2 separate regions of the Pan troglodytes genome follow, and region 2 is linked to region 1. The links are chromatin contacts, called in public HiChIP or PLAC-seq maps. All regions are on one chromosome and are shown on one strand. Each heading gives the region's core, a stretch centred on a gene start, on an enhancer-like site or on the middle of the called end of the contact. The rest is flanking DNA. Distances are from core to core; before and after follow the strand shown. Region 1 holds the start of GNPNAT1 (glucosamine-phosphate N-acetyltransferase 1). Region 2 holds the start of FERMT2 (FERM domain containing kindlin 2).

Evidence for each region. HiChIP or PLAC-seq counts read pairs in DNA pulled down with a chosen protein or histone mark.
Region 2: a contact with region 1 is called in an H3K4me3 HiChIP or PLAC-seq map of stem cell-derived excitatory neurons, with 5 times the contacts expected there. The contact joins the promoter of FERMT2 here to the promoter of GNPNAT1 in region 1. A contact is called at or near these places in 1 of 7 Hi-C or Micro-C datasets (stem cell-derived neural progenitor cells) and 1 of 1 datasets of contacts at active chromatin or transcription factors (stem cell-derived excitatory neurons).

The regions. Positions count from the first base shown.
Region 1 is chr15:50,802,181-50,805,971 of NHGRI_mPanTro3-v2.0_pri, reverse strand. It overlaps GNPNAT1 (glucosamine-phosphate N-acetyltransferase 1), which reads left to right and starts at 2,084. Exons shown (of 7, transcript XR_010151115.1): 1 at 2,084-2,365.
Region 2 is chr15:50,961,665-50,965,917 of NHGRI_mPanTro3-v2.0_pri, reverse strand. It overlaps FERMT2 (FERM domain containing kindlin 2), which reads left to right and starts at 1,587. Exons shown (of 16, transcript XR_001709163.4): 1 at 1,587-1,706; 2 at 2,050-2,215.

The DNA of each region.
Region 1 (3,791 bases), core at 835-3,334:
AAAAAAAAAAAAAAGAATAATGGTGAATGTAGCATTTCTTCTAAGAATCTAGAAAAATAAATAAAAATCAACCAAAGGACATACCAATGGTTCCATTAAACCAGAAGTTGAGACTGTCTCCTGGTTATCTTGGGCTCCTCATTGCCAAGTGAACCTACAGGCAAAGAAAGGGGTTAACTGTACTGGCCAGAGTAATCGACCTTGTCTATTAAGGAGAAATTGGGTTCTTATGGCCCAATGTGGGTAAGGAGGAGTATATGTGGAAAGTATGAGATCTCTGGGGGTACCTCTTACAAGCCTTGTGTTCTGTGATTTTAGAATTGCTTATGTTTCACTTTTTGCTAATTTATAAAACATACAGCAGTTTGTTGTACAGGATAAACTCACTGAAAACATTTGACCAGAAGTCTGATAAGAAAAACGGGGAGGGCCATATGCTTAAGATTAGTGGTGTGTACATAAGCATTTTTTTAAATTTTTGTTTGTTTTGAGACAGGGTCTTGCTCTGTGGCCCAGACTGGAGTGCAGTCTTGCAATCATGGCTCACAGCAGCCTCTGCCTCCCGGGCTCAGGTTATCCTCCTACCTCAGCCTCCTGAGTAGATGGGACTACAGGCACATGCCACCATGCCTGCCTAATTTTCAGTATTTTTTTTTGTAGAGACAGGTTTTTACCATGTTGCACAGACTGGTCTCAAACTCCTGGGCTCAAGAGATCCACTTGCCTAGGCCTCCCAAAATGTTGGAATTACAGGTGTGAGCCACTACGCCCAGCCATGAGTGTTTATTTTATTTATGCCTTACATATTCTTTTTTTTTTTTTTTTTTTTTTAAGAGACAGGGTCTTGCTCTATTGTCCAGGCTGGATTCAACCTTGTGGGCTCAAGTGATCCTCCTGCCTCAGCCTCTGGAGTAGCTGGGACTACGGATGCATACCACCACATCCTGCTCATGCCCTATATATTCTTTTGTATGTATGGGTGTAAAAACAGAGATAAAAACAGAGATATGGATGCCATCAACTCACTGATGTTTGAAGTTCTGAGAAAGCATAAATCAGTAAAGGAGTTAACTGAAATTTAAATCTCACAAATGAGCAAAAAATATGATTTCTGGTGTATGATCTATGGGGTTCTTTGAATACTATTGCTTAAGAATAAAATACTTTGCAATTTCAATAAATTGAAAATTATGGTACAAGGCAAGGAAGGGGAGCTACTAGCTATGAGACTTTTGTAAATTATGTAACATCTCTGAACCTCTGTTTCCTCATCTGTTAAAATAGGGACAAAGTGCTACTTAGGTAAGACACTTCAGAAATGGGGCTCTGAAAAAAGTCACTTTTCTTCTCCTAACGAAAGGTTTCTAAACCTCAGCACTCCAGACATTTCAGGCCAGGTAATTCTTTGTTGTGCGGCGCTGTCCTGCGCACTGTAAGGCGTGAAGCAGTATTCCCGGCCTCTACTCACCTGTGCCCTCCACCATCTGTAGATTCCAATGGCATCTCACCCCAGATGAGAGGCTGAAAATGATTCATACATTGCCAAATGTCTCCTGGGAGGCAAAACTGTTGCAGTGGAGAACCGCTGTCCTAACTCCATGTTCATCCAATAAAGGGTTTGAGGGACTGAGAAATGAAACAATAGTCCCGAAGGAGTAGAATGCAGTGGCCCCAACTCCTAGTTTCATGAAGGCAGGAACTGTGACTCAGAGGCCTGGGGATGCGGAGCTCTGAACTGCCAGCTGGTAGGAAAAGTCCTAATTAATGGATTGAATCATGAAGGGAGGGCAACAAGGAACAAATGGAGAGGAACAGTGGCCGAGCCTTCGGTCTCAGGATCAAAGAGGCCCACACTGGTCACCACTTACGCTGCTGGGCTGACTGCTAGGTAGACGTATCTGCAGATAAACCGAGACAATGACGCGGTGGGAAAGTCCTTGGGGAGCGAGGAGGAGGAGCCGGGAGAGGCCAGCTTTGGTCCGGCGGCCACCGCCCCAGGCGCCGACTCGAGCCTCAGGCCCCGCCCCTCGCCCTCCTGGTCCCGCCCCCGCTCTCCGAGCCCCGCCCCTCGCCCTCCTGGTCCCGCCCCCGCTCTCCGGGCCCCGCCCCTCGCTCTCCGGGCCTGGGCGGGTGGCGCCTTGGCCTCCGCCTCCGCTCGCCTGCGCGCGGCCCTGCGTGAGGGGGCAGAGGCGGGGTGGAGGCGTTGGCGCTGCCACGTCTGGGCCGCGGTTCCCAACTGTGGCGCGGGCGGTGGAGGAGGAGGTGGGGCTGGCGCTGAAGCCGGATCCGGATCCGGTGCTGTGCACACTGGTGGGGGAGAGTCCGACGCGCCTGGCTAGGAGCGCCGACCGCAGGGCCTCTACGGGTGAGGAGGGACCGGGGCCGGGGCGCGAGAGCAGGACCGTGTGTCCTGGGGGCTGGGGCGGGCCTGCCCTCAGGTTTATCTAACAGGTGTGTCTGGTACCCCGGCCAGGCCCCCGGGGGTGTTGTGTGGAGGAGCTGGGCGTTAATCCTCGCCAGCTGGGTGCACATGGTGTGGAGCGCGGTTCCCAGGAAGTTGAACGCACGCGCGCCTGGAGCAGAGGTTAAGGATGATGGCCAGCGGTCCGGCCATACGCTGGTCTTGGCCTGGCAGGGCTGGAACTGGGACTAGGGTCGGAACTTCGCTCCCCAGACTTTGGCGTGGGAAATGAGACAGTTGGTCGCGCTCTCTGCAGCCATCGGTTTTGAATGGGCACGAACGTCCCAGGCCCCTTCTCTTCTCCCATTCCCGGGCGCATCCCACGGTGGTCGGAGCCATTGAGGCAGCTGCTCCGAAGACCACCTCCGCACCGAGTAGGTCGGCGCTTTCCCCAGGGTACAGAGGGACATTCTTTGTCTCTTTTTCCTAGGCTCCTACCCCTAGAAATACCGAGTACTGTACTGTGATTTCTGTTGCAGGAGCTGATGTTTATGTAAGCCAAACTAATTTAAAATTTTCATACAAAATTGAACGGGCGATTATAGGATTCGTTTTGTTAGGATAATCCCTCATGAACGAATCCTAGAATGGATCTTAAGAAATTAATTTAGGCAGGATTTGCCAAATAGGGGAGAGAGCGCTAGCTGTATGGTATGATGATGTAAAGATTGGGGTCTGTTGAGGATGGTAATCGAGCTCAAGATGCGAAAACGAGGATTCTAGCCCCAAGTCACTTACTTGCTGTGTTACCTAAGGGGCAAGTCTTGGGAGTTCCAGGTGCTCCAGCTTCCTCATCGGTAGACTGGGAATAACGTCTAGATTGTAAAGGTCAAACTATCAGAAAATACTTTTGAACATTCATGCAGTTACACAATTTAATAAATATGGCCAGGTGTGTTAAAAATCTTTAACGGAATAGATTCAGAATGGATTCTTATCGAAATTGTTATAAAATGAATATAAAGGAATCCGAAGTCCGCCCCTCCCCCATTCACCTGCACTTAGAAGGTTCCCCAGGAGCTCTTGAGAGATACATAGGCTGGTTTAGATTTGGCCTTAGATTGTATTTTTAAAATTTGTAGATCGACTTTTAAAATCTTCATCTTCGGTGTCTATTACTTGTTGCTCTCCGTTGGTTGCTTCTAGCAGCAGCCTCTCTCCCCATTCGTATTCCAACCTGATACAGAGGCTCAGACGCCAAATAGTTGAAGTTTTGTTTAAAAAATATTCAATTGAGTGAAAAAATATTCAACTGATGTGATGACTAGTAAAAATGAATTTGGTGTATGCTTTCCGCGATATTGTGGCAGTTTGGGAATTTTTTTTTTTT
Region 2 (4,253 bases), core at 338-2,837, 160 kb before region 1:
CATATTGCTTTCAAGTGAACTATTTGGAACGTCCACGAGTAGAAATATTGGAGAGTAGACAGATAAGAGACTGAAGGCATCAATTTCTCCATGATAACTAGCTAAAAACACTGTAGTGGTTTTCCCTATTTTTTTTTTCTGCCAAGCCTTTGGCATCTGACTAAATTTTGCTGCTTTCACTCCTTTCTGAGTTCCACCCCTTTCTTGAGGCCTCTCATCTTGTTTCCCAGTAATGTTAATGAACAAAAGGTTATCTGCCTAGCGAGTTCCTTTTCCAAGCGTTTGAGACAATTCGACAAGATTATGAGACTGCGAACTGGAGTCTTTTATCTTTAAAATGTATTTTAATCTGAGCCTTCTTGACGTTTATTTTTTGAGCCCATGAATTTGCTAGCGAGGCAGTTTCTCTGGTTTGCTGTTTCTGAAAGGAGTTCCCTCAACAGAGTACAACAGTTAATGGGGGAAGTGGAAACAAAAGCGGGAAGCAGGAGGACCGTTCCCCATCACTAGCCAGTCTTCAACAGGTAGCCTGGTACCTGCAGGCACCGTTCCAGAAGTATTAAAATCCAAGGTGTGGCTGAGGGTGGGATGGAGCATGTATCTCCATCTAACAGCTTTAATAGACTGTTAGTTCTAACTTGCATATAAAAAACACACAAATAAGTACAAAGAGCTGGAGAAGCTGGGGAAACAGTTTCTGAGTAAAACCTGTGGCACTAGGTTGTGTCTTTCCTTTCCCCTCAGGCAAGAGCATCATCTGTTTGACTGGTATCTGGCTGGAGCGTCCGAAGGGGTTAAGAACGCTTGCAAACTCCTGGGAGTCCAGTAGGAGTTGCTGATGGTGCCGGACATTGCTGGCAAAGCAATTTTTGTGGTTCACCTCCCTCTGGGTTTTCTCATTCTTTTGTGGGACATTCAAGGAGTTGGTTTGGGCATTTACTTTTTAAAGTTTCTCCATCCCAGACTCCTCTCTCCAGATCCCGGGGTGCGGCACCTCTCACCTCCCTGAGGTTTTTGTCTCGCTCCAGGCGTGGGGAGGGGGCGAGAGGACTTTGTTCTCCGAAAACGACCTTGCCCTGGGAATTTCCTGGGGCCGTTTCTCACGGACAAGCCCCCTCTCCCTGCTGCCAGCGCGGACACACGCCGCGGGGGCCCCAGTCCAGCCTGAGCTCTGGACGCCCCGCCGGCCACCAGCGCCCCGGGAAAGGCCGCCCGCGCTCCCCCGCTCCCCCTCCTCAGGGCCCGCCGCCTAGAGCCCGGATGTTGGATTCAATCCCTGAGCCGGGTCCTTCATTTCCATAAAAGGGCAGCGCTCCGCGGGGCCGAGATTGCCGCCCCGCCGCGCCCCCCGCCACCCCCGCGCCGCCCCGCCCCGCCCGGGACCCGCAGCCCCCTCCCCCGAGCACGGCGCCGGGAGGGCGGGGGCAGAGGCGAGGCCGGCCGGACCCGCTCAGGGCGGCTCTGCGGGCGGCGAAGGAGGGAGCCAGCGCGCCCAGCCCAGCCAGGCTCGGACAGAGGGGGCGGGGAGAGGGTGGAGCGCGGGGAGCCAGGCGAGGGGCCGCGACGACGGGACTCCATTAGCCGCTCCGGCCACAGGCAGCGCTTCGCCAGCCGAGGAGCCGGGCGCGGACACCGCCGCCCCGCGAGCCTCCAGCCCCTCGCCTGTTGCCGCGCGAGCCCCGGGCCCGGAGCGCTAGGAGCGCGCGGTGAGGGAGCGGGACGCCGCCGGGACCCGAGGGGGCGCGGCGGGGAGGGGAACGGGGAGTCAGCCTGCGCTGTGTCTCGGGGCCGGCCGGCAGGTGAAGCCCGCCGCGGTCCGCTAGGCGGGGACGGTGTGGGGCGGGCGGCGCCGGGACCGAGGAACGCTGCGGGGCGAGCGGGGCGTAGGGTCCTCCCGCAGCCCCGGCCGCCGCCGCCCTCCCGAGTTTCTGCCGAAAGCCCCGGGTCCTCCACCACCTCCCAGCCCGTGGCCGGCGCTGCGAATTCGGTGGGATTCGCCTTTCTTTGGGGGAGTGACGCTTACGAGAGCCATTTCCTCCGCGCTCGCAGGAAGGAGCCATGGCTCTGGACGGGATAAGGATGCCAGATGGCTGCTACGCGGACGGGACGTGGGAACTGAGTGTCCATGTGACGGACCTGAACCGCGATGTCACCCTGAGAGTGACCGGCGAGGTGCACATTGGAGGGGTGATGCTTAAGCTGGTGGAGAAACTCGGTGAGTAGCATCCCAGCCGCGTCCAACTAATGACTTCCCAGAATTGGTGGGGGGAGGAAAGAGGCTCACGACGGGGGAGGGGCCCATTTGAGAAATCTTGGCATCTCGCAAATGCTTTTTGGAAATGTAAAATCTTTCAGTATTTAAGCAGATAGATCTGTTCCCCTTTGCGTCTTATTTTGTTTTGTTACTCTCTGAATTTTCATATGTAATGATTCGAGCCTCCCAATTATAACCTTAATTGCGTAGTTACGCGGGACTGGGGATGTGTGCCGGGGAACTCGTTAATTCTTAACATTTACTGACAGAACGATAAAAGAATGAGGAAAGTGTGTTGGGAGGGTGATATTACAGTGTCCGTGGTTATCTGTGTCTTCAGCATACCTGAATGTTAGTGACGTTTGGTATAGAGAATGATGCAAAATCCATTTAAGAAAAATCTGTGCTGGAAAATGTGCAACTACTGGCGCCAGTGTGAAGTTTCTGTGGCTGTTCTACGTGGTGGAGTGCATTAAAATGTTCCAGTCATCCACTCTTACTAGGGGTGGGGCAGTGCTTGACAAACTTGGTATCCATAGTCCATGCTCGATGTAAGCCGTTTCGAGCGTTCGGTTTTATATTAATAACAAGCCAAGGAAAGAACTTTGTGTTAAAAAGCAGACTTTGTTAAACTAATTTGAGGTTGACGGTATTTGCTTGAGTACAAATATATATTGGATTGATATCCGATTTAAAATAATAAGGTATCTTACAGTGTGAAGAGTGTGCAGTACACATTTTTGTGATGAATGAAACCATTTTCATCTGGAAGAATCAGCTAAATAGATGATTTGATCATAAGAGAAATGCTCAGAGAACTATCTTCCTGAGCTTTAAAGAGCCTTTTGTACATAATGCAGTTGTGATAAGATGATTATCTGTGTGGCATTGTCTTTTTAGGCTGGAATTGTTTTTTGTTTTGGTGAAGCGGGGTTGGGGACTTTCTGGGGGTTTTTTTCGTCTTTTTTTTTTTTTTTTTTTTAAACACAGCATTCGTTTTCAAGCTACACTGGGAAAGTAGAGAAGTGCTTATTTGTCAGGAAATCTGTTTCTTAGCAAAGGATTATTGTATGTAAAGGTACTGAAATAGCACTCTGATGCATTTTGCAAAAGAAGGCAGGATTCATTTGGGTGGACCTGCTTTGTACCCCTGCAGGAAGTTTTATTATTGAAGGACCAAAGAGAAGCTCCTTACAAGGTAGCCTCTTCCTTAAGACTGTGCATTGTTTGGCTCCCTGAGATACAGCTCAGGAAAGAAAATCCTCCTAGGTAGCCCAGTGAAAATTAGATTTTGCTGTATTGATTAACCATTTAACTGGCAGTTAACAGTGTTTTTATCTGATTTGAATAAATCAGTCACTGTTTGCAAAATATTTATGAACCTTTTTTGTCCAGCTCTGGTATGAGATTATTTAAGAAGGAAAATAGCAAATATTTGGATATTTTGTTTTCAAAGAAAACAAGCATTTTTGTTAGAGCTTTTCTAATTTATGGTAAATGGACCGTATTAATACATTGGTCTCAATAGGAGATATTTTTTATATTGCAAAAAAAGGAGCTGTTGAAGGTGACTGAGACAACTTGTAGTTCTCGAAAGCCAGGCTGTAGCTAATGAATAAATAATGGTTTCTATATTTATTTTGCATTGCTTAGGACTGTTTATTATAGAATCACAGTAATAAATAGAAATATAGAGAATAAACTGCAGACAGAAATGATGTTAATTTAAATGACTATAATCTTAATCTTTTAATGCTGATACATTTTTAATTTTTTATGCAGAGAAAAGAAGCCCAACAAGGTAGGAAATGCTGTGCATATGGAAACCTTACATCTTTTTTGAACTGAATTCATACTGATTCCTCTTATATTTTGAATTCCAAATAGTGCCTCTGACTTTCCTGTTTGGTAAAAGTAGAGCTAAGTGATGCTTTTGGTTTTTAGGATTAGATGCTTTCAATGGTAACCTATTTCGTTGCCTGTCAGCAAGTAAATAGAG